2 separate regions of the Zea mays genome follow, and region 1 is linked to region 2. A link is a contact called in public Hi-C data. All regions are on one chromosome and are shown on one strand. The core of a region is the stretch at or near the end of the contact, and the rest is flanking DNA. Distances in the headings are between cores, read along the strand shown.

Region 1 (6,517 bases), core at 2,685-5,184, 140 kb before region 2:
TTCCATAAAGCGTCCAGATCCAGCAGCAGGGACACAATTCCTACCCTCCAAATTCATTTGTGTGGTATTGAACTAGAACTCTAGAAGGTCCAAATGTGCTTCTTCTACAGAACCCCTCTTCCATTACATGAAAAAACAGTACAATCAATTACAAATGATTCAAAGCAACGTTGTACAGCCGCGCACAACCTAAGTGAACCTGGAGTTATCTAAAAAGCAATGTATCTCAGCTTTAGTTCATTTGTAACGTTGCCGGCTCAGATCTGACATAACTTCCCCTAAAGAGAACACATGAAAATTGAACGCAGAAACTCCTAAAGATCCTCGTTGTTCTGACCAAGGTTTGTGAGGCCAGGAACACCTTATGGCTTAAATGGCGCAAATACTACGACAGAATTGTGACCTCCAAATCCAAAAGAATTTGAGATGCCTGCATGGCAATACAAAGAAATATAAGTGGGAGAAAGAAGTCTTGTTTGGGGGGAATTAAGGTGCCTTGAAATTGATACCCACCAACGTTCACTTCATGCTGCTTTTTTACATTAGGTACTGTGTCGAATTCAACCGCTTCCTCTGGGTTCTGCAATCAAAAGAGATTGCAGCTCAAATTTAGTGTCAAACAGATATAATAGAATTGTAGTTAAATTTACAGATGTTACTTACAAATTGGTTTATGCTTGGATGCACCCATCCAGTAGTTATCGCTTTGACAGTAGCAATGGCTTCCAAACCACCTGCTGCACCAAGGCAATGTCCTATCATGGACTGCAAATGGAAGATTACATCAGCCATCAGAAAAGGGCAATGAATCAATATCTGAAATAGTATTAATAAGTTGAAATACCTTGGTTGCATTTATTTTGATCCCAGATGGGTCCTTGAAGACTTGCTTGATGGCATTCACCTCTGCCAGATCACCAGCAAGGGTTGATGTTGCATGAGCATTAATATAGTTGACCTGCAAATAGTTAGCAAGTGTTCCACTAGATGAGTGAAAATAATGTCTGAACCAAAAAGTGTGGCAACCATGCCAAATTGCACAACTATGGATCACTATTTAAGAATCACAGACAACTGACACTCTAGAAAGTTAGATATATAGTTGCAGACAAGTTTAAGCATAACGGAACAAATATGAAATGAAGTGGTATTTTCAACAACTGAAATCCATATTACCTCCTCAGGAGCCACACCAGCATCTTCGAGACTTTGCTTGATGCAAGATGAAACACCAAGACCATCAGATCTCGGGTCAGTCATATGGTAAGCATCACAGTTCACAGCACCTCCTAAATACTCCGCAATTATTGGTGCATCACGTTTAATTGCATGCTCTAGGCTCTCCATGACCTTTGTCAAATTGAAAGAACTAGGAATTAGAATATTAGTGAATTGAAAAATCATAATTCCATGGCAAAAAGGAATGACAAGCATGAAACATCTTAATGTCGTGCCATAGAAATATGCATGGCAGAAGATGAAAGATCAATTGAATATATAAAGCATTCATCGCAACTTAAGTATTGGAGCAGCTAGAGAAGACCCTGGGTGCATTAAAACTGGGTGGAAGTTACTCCTAACAAGCTGTTAACAACAACGACAACAAAAGTCTTTAATCTCAAGCAAGTTGGGGTAGGCTAGAGTTGAAACCCACATAAGCCACAAACTGCTAAACAAAAAATAATTCCTTTTGCAGTTTATAGGCTTAACAAAATATCAGATAATGTTAATATATCATACCAGGACTCCAGCTCCTTCACCCATGACAAAACCATCACGATCCTTGTCCCAAGGCCTGGATGCTGTTTTAGGGTCATCATTCCTCTGTGACAGTGCTCTACATGCAACAAAGCCACCAACACCAATTGGAATAATTGCAGCTTCAGTGCCTCCAGCTATCATTATATCCGCTTCGCCTCTACGGATATGGTTTGCTGCAGCATAGAAACAGTAGTTCGAGGTAGCACAGGCAGTTGAGATGGAGTAGTTTGGACCCATGAAACCAATATCCATTCCAAGCAGGGCAGAACCCATGTTTGTTATAGCATATGGGATGAAGAAAGGAGTTATTTTTCTGTAGCCCTTCTCAATGAGATTCTGAACACCATCAGAAAACACCGTGAGGCCACCCATACCAGTGCCCACAAGCACACCAGCCCGGGTTTTGTCAATCTGTCAGAGAGAATGTTTTACCAATTAGCATCAAATGTAGTATCAACAGTAAAAAAATCTTATAGGACCAGTGAAAATATGAAACTAGCAGATAAAACTGGTGAGATTTGTCTCACTAAGTCACCAGGTCGCGGGTTTCAACTTTGAAGCAGCCTCTCCGCATTTGCGGGTGGAAGGCTTGCCTCCGTTTATCCCTTCCCCAGACCTCACACGTGTGGAGCCTCCGACACTAGGCCTACCCTTTGGCAGATGAAACTACCATCAAGAATGTACAAATCATTTGCTAGAAGAGAATTTGATTTAACCCAGAAATGCTACTCCCTCTGACCTGTAGGGCATGTTTGTTTTGAAGAAATCATACTTCGTATGCCTCGGCAACAATTAGTCAAATTATGCATGTTGAGGAAATAAAAGTTATATCAATAGATTTATACGAACTACTTTTAATGCAACATTGGTTTTGTAGAGATCAGCAATATTCTAATACAAACTAATGATTAAAATATACTTTTGATGACATTATCCCACCACAATAAGCCTGGAAGAAGAGAGAACTTTGCTAGAAAAAACACCATAGTGCAAGTGAATCATCAAATGAAACAACAGATTTTCGCAAAGCTTGTACATTACTCTGAATTAAACCTGTTGCACCAATCATTCTTTTTAATTAAACTACACCTTTGTTTCAGTTAAAACTAGTCACAAATATATTATACTGAGTTCTACTAAGTTTAAATGAATTTTCAAAAGGCATTGTTGCAGCCATGATTTATTAAGCACTAATCTTCACTTATTTTACCTTGAAAGTAAGAGCCAAGCGAAGGCAATTTACTCACAAGAGTAATTTCCAGTACACCACATTTGGCATACTCACAAGAGTAATTTCCAGTACACCACATTTGGCTTTGAGTGGCCTCAAAGCATAGTAGCATGCCATTATTATATATGCCATTTAAAAGTCACCCAGTTTTTATATCAGATATACACTAAAAATAAAGAAGATTAAATATCATTCTAAATGCAGGACATTTGCTCTTTTGCCCTATAAGACACCACATTTACAATGTAAATAAAAACTGAGCACAAGTGTTACTCCTCAGGCCAAGCTAAGATGGCATATCCTGCCACTACTTGGCGTCTCTGTATCTAAGCCATCAAGGTGACGAATCTCATTATCCCCGGAGATCACATCTCAATCCAAAGAAAAAAGGAAATTGTAATCACCATCACACAATGAACCAAGCAACGTCCCCTGGTTTATCAAAAGTGCGATACCACAGGACAGTTAATATCTGACGGAAAGATCCCAACGTAACTAGGCAATTGGCAGCTCTACTTGCCACTAAAAGTGCAGCATTTAGAACAAAAGGCATTCCGAGGTGTGTTTCCAGCGCTAGCTACCTTTTCCATGGGCTTGGAGCCGTGGGCAATACCGGCAGCCTCGAGAGCCTTCTTGCCACTGACGATGCAGTATCGGAGGCAGTCGTCGAGGCGGCGGTCGTTCTTTCCGTCGATGTAGCCCTCGGACGAGAAGCCCCGGATCTGGCCGGCGAAGCGGGTGGGGAACTTAGAGGCGTCGAAGCGGTCGATGGGCCCGATGCCGCTCTCCCCGGCTAGCAGGCGGTCGTAGTAAGCGTCTACGTCGTTCCCGAACACGGAGACCAACCCCATCCCCGTGATCACCACCCGCTTCTTGGGATCCGTCTCCCGCCGCGGTGCCGCTGCCGCCGTCGCGGAGGCGCGGACGGAGAGGCGCATAGGGAGATTCCGCCGAGCCCGCGGAGCCGCCACCGGGGCCGATGCAGCAGTGGGCACGAGGAGGCTCTGCATAGCGACGGCGGTGGCGGTGGCGAGGGATGGTACGGGGGAGCAAGAGAGTGGCGGCGATGGAAACGAGGCGGGGGGGAAGGAAGATGAGTGGTGTCCTGCTGGCTGCGAGGCGGAGCGTTACCCCTGTGTATATGGAGAATGGGTTCGCGGGCCCACAGAGTTTTGGGGTCGTGGGACTTTGGAGGCGCCGGAGACGGGCAACACTGCAACAGGCTCACCTCTTCTCTTTCTCAACGCAACAGGGCGGACTTCGCAAGGCGGACTTCTTGTCTGCCCATGCCACTTGTGAATTGTGATGCGTGTTGTGGCAATCAGGTTAATCATCCCGTTTTTTACTAGTTTCTCGCTAATCGCCCAGAACGAAAAAACGAACGGTTTTTTTCAAATTTCCTGGCCTGTTTTCATTTTTAAATTTAAGAAAACGGTTTTTGACTGTGTTTTACTTAAAAAATGCGATAAATTTTTACTTAAATAGAGAAATTTGATTTGACCAAAGCAAAATCTATGTTTTATATTGTATGTACATAAACGGTACGAGAGGGTTAGGGGGACCAAGGCATCTGCCCGCCCTGCGCTGGTCGCGGACGTCTAGCCCGGACCGTGGACCACTTCTGTGTTTTACTTTAAAAATACAACAAAATTTTATTTAAATAGAGAAATTTATTTTGACCAAAGAAAAATCTATGTTTTATATTGTATGTACATAAGCAGTACGAGAGGGTTAGGGGACCAAGGCCCCTGCCCGCCCTGCGCCAGGTCGCGAACGTCCAGCCCCCGACCGTGGACCGTTCGTAGTTTCACAGGAAGCACCACCGTCAATACTCATCATAGTGATTGGCACCCGGATCGGCGTCAACACATTTTTTGGTGACTCTGTTGGGGACATCGTGTGAGGACCTATCAGATCGGCTCTTAATGGCCGGTTCAAAAGGTAGCTCTGATGTCTCCCCATCAATATCATTGAGCTAACTTGGGAAACCTTGTCGGCTCCAGTTGATCAAGGAAGCAAAAGCAAAGTGACTAGCCAACTTCAAAGTGAATAGAAACAACAAGGTCGTTCGACAACTGGTGACTGATCTGGCTTCGCTCCGATCTACTACAACTACCCCAAAGTAAGTGAAACAAACGAAATTCAATCCCTTAGATCTTACTAGATGAGCAACGAGAACACATGCAACAGATACTAGGGGTATGCAAGAGGATTATAAGAGGCTAGCACGTATATTTGGTAAATCCGATGTTGCTAATTTTTCATCGCATGAGGGTAAGACTAGGGAAAATGCACACGATCCATCGACTACAAATTGACATGGCCAATCCCAACCACTTTATGGGATGCCGATAGATACATATCTTGGACAACCACGGTCTCCTGCACAAATCGGGGGTAAATTCGTCGATCTGCGCACGGCCAGACCATCCGCGCCTGAGTGCGGACTGTTCGGACCAGCTGCGACCGGCCCCGTTTTCCGAACCGAGTTACCAAAGTCCGCGCCATGGCCACCATATTTTGCACAAACCCTAACAGACCCTTTCGGACCGTCCGCGCATATGGTCCAACAGTCCGAATACATCACCGGAAGGTCCGGCTATACGATCAGACAGTCCGCGCACACAGCCGGACGATCTGATACCAGACATTCCGACACAGAGTATATGGAACGTAATGTTAATTATCATTCCTCATCTTTATGTCTGTCCCAGCCAAACCTTCTGTTACACCCCATGGCACCTCAGTACCATAATACGACAGTCCAGACACGTGGGGATGAGTACTTTTCGGCCCCCTAGAAGGCCGGAAAGAGACGACCAGCCATATGAGCCACCAGGGGCAACATTAATGTTCCACATAACCCAACCACATGGGCAGTAAGACAACATAATACCCAAAACACCCACACTTGTGCTGGACCAAAGGGTCGGTGGACTAACACCACCCGCTATTGACATAGTAAGAGAAGAGATAGTTGGGCGTTCTGAGATAAGCTCGAAGTTAGCATGATCCCGGGGGAGGACAATCATATCGAAAACCCTATGACAGTCGATTTGACTACACTCGTACCCACAAGGAACAAGGATACCCAAATTTGCAAAATTTTTGTGTGAGCAAGGTAAAAGCATGCACGAGCACATAGGACAGTTCCTATCATAGTTAGGAGAATTGGCCGATACAGAGGCATTACGCGTCCGTTTATTTTCATTGTCTCCAACTGGGACTACATTTGCTTGGTACGTCACGCTGCCGCCTAACTCTATTTATTTGTGGAAGAATTTAGAACTAAAATTCCATGATCACTTCTTCTCTGGCTAATATGAGTTAGGCCTGATAGATCTAGTAGCTCTTGGGTGGCATTTCGATCCCAGAACAACCCCTAGGATCTCTCTCCCCTACGGGGTCCCTCTCGAAAGCGTGATCTAGGTGTTGTTCGACGAACTCCGCTGCCTTTGCGCACACGTGGATCATCCGGCTCGTTAGGAAGGAACCCTAACCTCCACGTCAGGTCGCGGACCGTCC
Region 2 (6,417 bases), core at 2,916-5,415:
ACATGTCACGTAACCGGCGCACCGGTTACTACGTGCAAAGAAACCGCACCGCCACTTGCGCCAATGCTATGTCTTCTCGGGACTACAGAACTAGTGCAACGACTCGAGGCAGCCCCGCGCATGACCCAATAGTGCCAATTAAGTGCGACAGTCACGGGTCAGTCAGCCGCAGGGATAGACATGACAGTTGGTATGACCATATGCAGACCAACAGTAATTGCAACAACAGACAGACGGAGGCAGCGGTCCAACCACCAACCAGGCCCTGGTCCCACCTACAGGCTCGCATCCTCTCCTGAAGTGGCAGAGGAGCCCTCTCCCACAGCATAAAGACGACACACCCGTGTTCCGTTCCTCGAACGACTTGCGCACGCGCAACGGATACCCCGCGAGTCGCCCATCCCGTCGCATTAACTCCCTGGCAGGACACACGTCTCCTCCGGTAGGCGGGCGGGCGTCGTTTTGCCTCCATCATGATAACTGCCTCAAAAAAGGTGCGCCACATTGTTTAAATTTATATCCTTTTTCCTTTTCCCTCTCTCTCTCTCTCTCTTGCCACAAGGATCGGGAAAGGGGATATTTCAAAAGGATCCTTCTCAGCGAAGGAAACGGGCCCCGAGCCCTCCTACTGATCAAGGGTTCGAAGGTTGAGCCCTGCGGGGTCCGGCGACCGCCCCAGAGCACTCGGGCTCCGAGCCCTTTACTGATCAGGGGTTCGAAGGCTGGCCCCTCAAAGGGATTCGACAGCCGCCCCAGAGCATGCAAAGGCCAAGGCTCGGGCTACGCTCCCGAGGTACCCTAAGACATTTCCGAGACCAGCGGGAACAGTCTGTAATGGAATCCCAATGAAGGGAGGCACCGAGCCCTCAGACCCTATCGAACGGGTCCGGGTCCAGCAAATCACATGCAGGTACTTTTGGAGCGCGCCTCTGGGCCACTAGCCGACCCTTATCGAACAGGGCTCAGGCGTCCGCTCGGATTACCCAATAGCAACTCACTGGAAACACCATGTTTAGCGCCCACCGAGGGTAACATGGCACGTTCCCCCCTCCTTGCAGAAAGGCGACGAAGGGGCGTACAATAAAAAGCCGAGACAGTCCTCGATTGTCCTCTCGCTCCGTGCAGAGGCTCGGAGGCTGCTCTCGCACCAGGCTACGACCAAATTGTTGACCACGTCGACAAAACAGCTTGAAAACTTGGAGCCTGACCATGCACCCGGGCTGCGGCCAGGCCGCATGAGGGAACAACAAGGCCGACCGAGGAATCACAAGAAGAATTAAGACCTCAGAGGAGTCAAACCACTCCTCCGAGGCCTCGGGGGCTACACCCGACGGGTGCGCTCGCGCGCACCCATCGGAACAAAATATAACCGAGAAAGGCTAGTCCCTTTGCAAAAGATCCGGCAGAACCTCCAAGCGAGTGCCTACACTCCCTTTGAGGCTCGGGGGCTACTATCGGGTACCGTAATTAGGGGTACCCCCAATACTCCTAAGCATGGCTGGAAAACATCCTCAAAACAGACCGTAAAGACCGGTAAGCGTGGTTCAAAGTTGAAGCCTCGTCTGCCAAGGGATGCGATCTCGTCTCGCCCGAGCCCGGCCTCAGGTAAGAACAAGTAGTCCCGGATGGATTCACGACTCGCCCGAAGGCCTCCTCAGGCAACGGGTGCACCCCCGGCTCGCCCGAGGCTAAGCTCAGGCAAACTTTGTCGTATAGCAACCTCGACCAAATCGCCTTACCAACCGACCGTATCGCATGCACATTTAATGCGAGGATCGCCCGACACCTTATCCTGACACGCGCGCCTCAGTTGGCAAGGTCGAAATGACCGCAGTCACTTCACCCCTTTACTGATCGTTCTGACAGGAAAACAACGCTATTCACCCCGTTCCGACTACTGTGCCAACCACCAGGGTAAGACTAACAACAGTAAGTCACTGCCTCTCCCGAGTTCAGCCTCGGGCGCAACAGGGAACTCCGCCTCGCCCGACCCCAGGCCTCGGCCTCAGTCTCGACCTCGGGAGAAGGTCTCCACCTCACCCGACTCCAGGCCTCGGCCTTAGTCTCGACCTCGGGAGAAGGTCCCCGCCTCGCCTGACCTCAGCCTCGGCCTCAGGAGAAGTCGCCGCCTCGCCCGACCTCTACCTCGGACCGACTACGCTATAGGGGATACATCATTACCCTATCTCTAGCTAGCCGTCTCAGGCTACGAAGGAACAAGACCGGTGTCACATCTAGATTACTCCGGCAACATGTAATGATGGTTCCCTGCATGCGTCCATGACGTTGATTGTTCTCAGCTCTCTACGAAGGCAAAGAAACGTCAGTAGGACCCAGGGCCGCACCGCCAGCTACAGGGCTCAAGCACTTCTCCGCCGGCCACGTTAGCACATAGCTACACCCCCATATTTACAGCTGGACCATCCCCTTGTATCTATAAAAGAGGATGCCCAAGGCCTTCCCAAGGGGGGCGGAAGCGGAGGCAAGGGCGAGAGGGGCTAACTCAGACGACTCACTCCAAGGCCACATCCTCTCTCGCGAAGCTTGTAACCCCTACTACGAGCACCCCGGTGCAAGATAATATAAGCCTCACCTCCCTCTCGTGTTTCATCTTGCATCAACCCATCTGGTCAGGGACACGCAGCGTCAAATTCACTGGTCGGTTGAGGGTCCTCGCGGGTCCAAAACGTCGACAATAGACAAAAGCTGATGTGTCCCTTTTGAAAACCGTGCAATAAAACCTACATTGAGAATGGTCTCGGTCACAGGTGAGTAAATGTGACTAAAGTGACATTTTACTACATTTGTCCTCTATTAAATAAGGGTAATTAAGGCCCCATTTGGTTTAGGGTGACTAAAGTTTAGTGACTAAAGTTTAGTCACATTTAGTCACTAAAGAAGCAAACATAGTGACTAAAATGAGGTGACTAAACTTTAGTTCTTTAGTCACTAAAGGGGTGACTAAAAGGGACTAAAGTAGTATTTTTACCTTATTTGCCCTCTGCACTTTCTTCTTATAGCAAACATCCATTAATTAATAGGGGTAAAACAGTCATTATTCACAGTAATTAATGCTCTTTAGTCCGGTTTTGTCACTGGAACCAAACAGGGTACTTTAGCGACTAAACTTTAGTCACTAAAATTTAGTCTAGTGACTAAAGGAACCAAACAGGGCCTAAGTCTTTATATATAGTAATTAATGCTCTTTAGTTAGCTTTAGGCCATGTTTGGTTTCTTTAGTCTAGGGACTAAAGTTTAGTTAGGGGACCAAAGTTTAGTCCTTAGCATGTTTGGTTCTAGGGACTAAAATTAGTAAGAATATACTAAATGACTCATAAAAAGACTAAAATAACCTTTAACATTCTCATGGTATTAGGCCCCGTTTGGTTTGGGGTGACTAAAGTTTAGTGACTAAAGTTTGGTCACTTTTAGTCTCTAAAGAAGTAAACATGGTGACTAAAGTGGGGTGACTAAACTTTAGTTCTTTAGTCACTAAGAGAGTGACTAAAAGGGACTAAAGTAGTATTTTTACCTTATTTGTTCTCTCCACTTTCTTCTTATAGCAAACATCCATTAAGTAATAGGGGTAAAATAGTCATTATTCACAGCAGTTAATGCTCTTTAGTCCAGTTTAGTCACTGGAACCAAACGGGGTACTTTAGCGACTAAACTTTAGTCACTAAAATTTAGTCTAGTGACTAAGGGAACCAAATAGGGCCTTAGTACAATTGAACTAAATGAGGGGCAAATATGGAATTAATATGATTGAGTCCCTTTTAGCTACATCTTGAGGGACTAGGGACTAAAGCAGTTTAGTCCCTGTTTTAGTCACACCGTTTGACAATTTAGGAACTAAATGAGACTAAAATGGAGGAACTAATCTTTAGTCCCTCAAACCAAATGAGGCTTACTCATCGAAATCAAACAAACTACTTTCGCGACTAAGGCTATAAAAAGACCCATGTCTGATTCATTACTTCAAACTCCACTATATAAACAATATTATCTATGATTTGGCGTCCTCTACTTTAAACTTATGCTGGAGACAATTTAAACTTTAGTCACGTCAGAAAATGCACAAATCACAATGCCAACGGTGTCGTCACTGGTCCGGCCCTTTCAAGCACACTCCCTACTCCCTAGCACGTTCTAGAACCATCCAGTCCATTACGGACACAGCCATTCCACCAACCAACCAAGCCAAACGGTTTATAGCCCCGCTCGGTTCAAGCCGGTACCGTACACCTCCAGAGTAGCTTACCCCAACCAAATCCATCCAAATTCAATCGGAATTCGCGTGCGCAAGCCCAAATCGGACCACGGTAATCCAAAGGCCGCGGCGTAGCGGACGCGCGGGCGCTGGTGATAAAGCGGGGGCTGGGCCTCGACGCCTCTGCTCTGCTCTGCTCTCCTCGCATATAGGGTTTATCTTCTCCCCTCCTCTGCCCCCATCTCGCTTCTCGCACACGGCAGCCGGATTCCGAAGCGCACCCCCTCGGCCCCAGCCAAAAGGTAGCACCCGCTGCGGTTCCCGCTTATTGGCTGTTGGATCTGGCGTGTCTAGGAGTGGGATTGGGGAGTCTATTTGGTGTGCTCCGATCCGTTTGGGGTTCCCATCGTTTCTCGTTCTGTGGATGGGCGTGTAGATTCAGTGAGGCGTTTGGTACTGCAGGAGGCGCGCTTGATTTGGTCGAGTTCTTCCATATGTGTGGATCGAGTGGACTCTAATCTGCCCAGCTCCAGTGTCATGTGGGTGGGGATTGGTTGACCAATATTTTCTGCGGTTGAATCTTAACAAGCTGGCGCGTATTTCTCGTAGTTTCCATCATTTCTCTGAGATTTCGATGGTTATGACATTTCCCTCGATATTAGGTTGGTTTTTGGCCAATTTAAGCTCAGTTAGTGTCTGTCTGAAATTGCAGCATCGCAGTTTCTAATCGTTTGGAGAGCACACAAGAATGTCGTTCGTGCAGCTCTCTGGTGCTGGAGTCGCTGCAGTGGCCTTCACGAACAAGAGCCTAGTCTCTCGGCACGCAGCGCTACGGGTCTGCTCGTCGAGGCGCTCGATCCGTAGCCTGGTCGTTAAGGCTGCAACTGTCGTCACCCCAAAGGTATAATACGACCTTAGCCTGTATGCTCACGATTCACTTCCAAGTGTTCTATAGAATGTAGGTATGCTTGTACATTCGAGTTTAATGCGATGCCATGTTACAGTACACTTCACTGAAGCCTCTGGGAGATAGGGTGCTTGTGAAGCTTGGTGCCGCAGAGGAGAAGACAGTTGGTGGCATTTTGCTTCCATCTACTGCCCAGACTAAACCACAAGGAGGTGAGGTTGTTGCTGTTGGAGCAGGAAGGACCATCGGGGACAAGAAAATAGCTGTGGATATAGAGGTAAATTGTTGTTTATGGTGGATTAGTAACTTCTAATGTCTAATATATATGCCTCTGCTATGAATTGCTGGTGGTAAATATGGACATCATGAGACGGGGTTTCATGCTTGTAGCCAAACTTAATTTCATGTGATGCGCCGACCAAGGACTTGATACTCAGTTGCTTACCAGTAGGCTTCATATTATACAAACAAGAACACACTGTTAAACTTTTTTATCGAACACGCAGGAGAACTGCACATCATTATATTAAGTAGAGAGAAAGGTCTAAAGAAGACCACGTACAGGGTGACAAATATCCAAAGAAAGCAGGGAAAAAACCAAACAAAGGACTATACAAAAAAGGGAAAAAAGAGAAATAACTAAGACATCCCCAAATCAAGGCCACAACCTTCTCAGTGCCTTAGCACCTGCCAATTCCCAAAGCATGGCATCCTCATGGATATGCTGTAGAACTGAACTCGTATTTGGAGAAACACCATAAAAAAGCACAAGCATTTCTGTGATTCCAGATCCACCAAGCCACAAGAATAACCATTACGTTGAAACCATTTCTGCAAAATTGGCACAAGACCTTCAGCCACACTCCACCAATCCTGGAACATAGATACCTCCAGCCCTGGTGACACAAGCTGCAGCCCCACTCTACTTAAGATCTGCCACCATATATTCCTGGAGAACACACATGAAATCAAGATGTGTTGAATTGTCTCCTGCTGCTGATCACAAAGGTCAAAGAACGCATTTCCCCGGGTGTCAGGACCTCTACGTGCTAGACGATCCGCCGTCCAACACCTATTAAGGGAAGCAAGCCAAATGAAGAATTTGCACTTAGGGGGTGCCCAACTCTTCCATATCCTTTCACCTGGCTCAAAATCCACAGAACCAGCCAAGAAATGTTGGTATGCTGTTCTAGCAGAGCACTCCCCCGAAGCACCTGGTAGCCAACGGAAAGCATCAGGTTTCCAGGCTGCAACTGAATATTCCGTGTTAAGTCCCAAATTACTAAGAATTTGACAATCA

What was found. A called contact is a pair of places that touch in the nucleus more often than the background predicts.
Region 1: a contact with region 2 is called in a Hi-C map of leaf mesophyll, with 2.0 times the contacts expected there. The contact joins the promoter of LOC100279707 here to the promoter of LOC100191248 in region 2.

Annotation. Positions count from the first base shown.
Region 1 is chr9:12,548,316-12,554,832 of Zm-B73-REFERENCE-NAM-5.0, reverse strand. LOC100279707 reads right to left here and starts at 3,934. Exons shown (of 7, transcript NM_001152667.1): 1 at 3,574-3,934; 2 at 1,741-2,172; 3 at 1,177-1,350; 4 at 845-958; 5 at 664-765; 6 at 514-580; 7 at 192-430. The coding sequence starts at 3,930. The coding sequence ends at 363.
Region 2 is chr9:12,411,865-12,418,281 of Zm-B73-REFERENCE-NAM-5.0, reverse strand. It overlaps LOC100191248, which reads left to right and starts at 4,165. Exons shown (of 6, transcript NM_001136682.2): 1 at 4,165-4,512; 2 at 4,923-5,111; 3 at 5,215-5,394. The coding sequence starts at 4,959.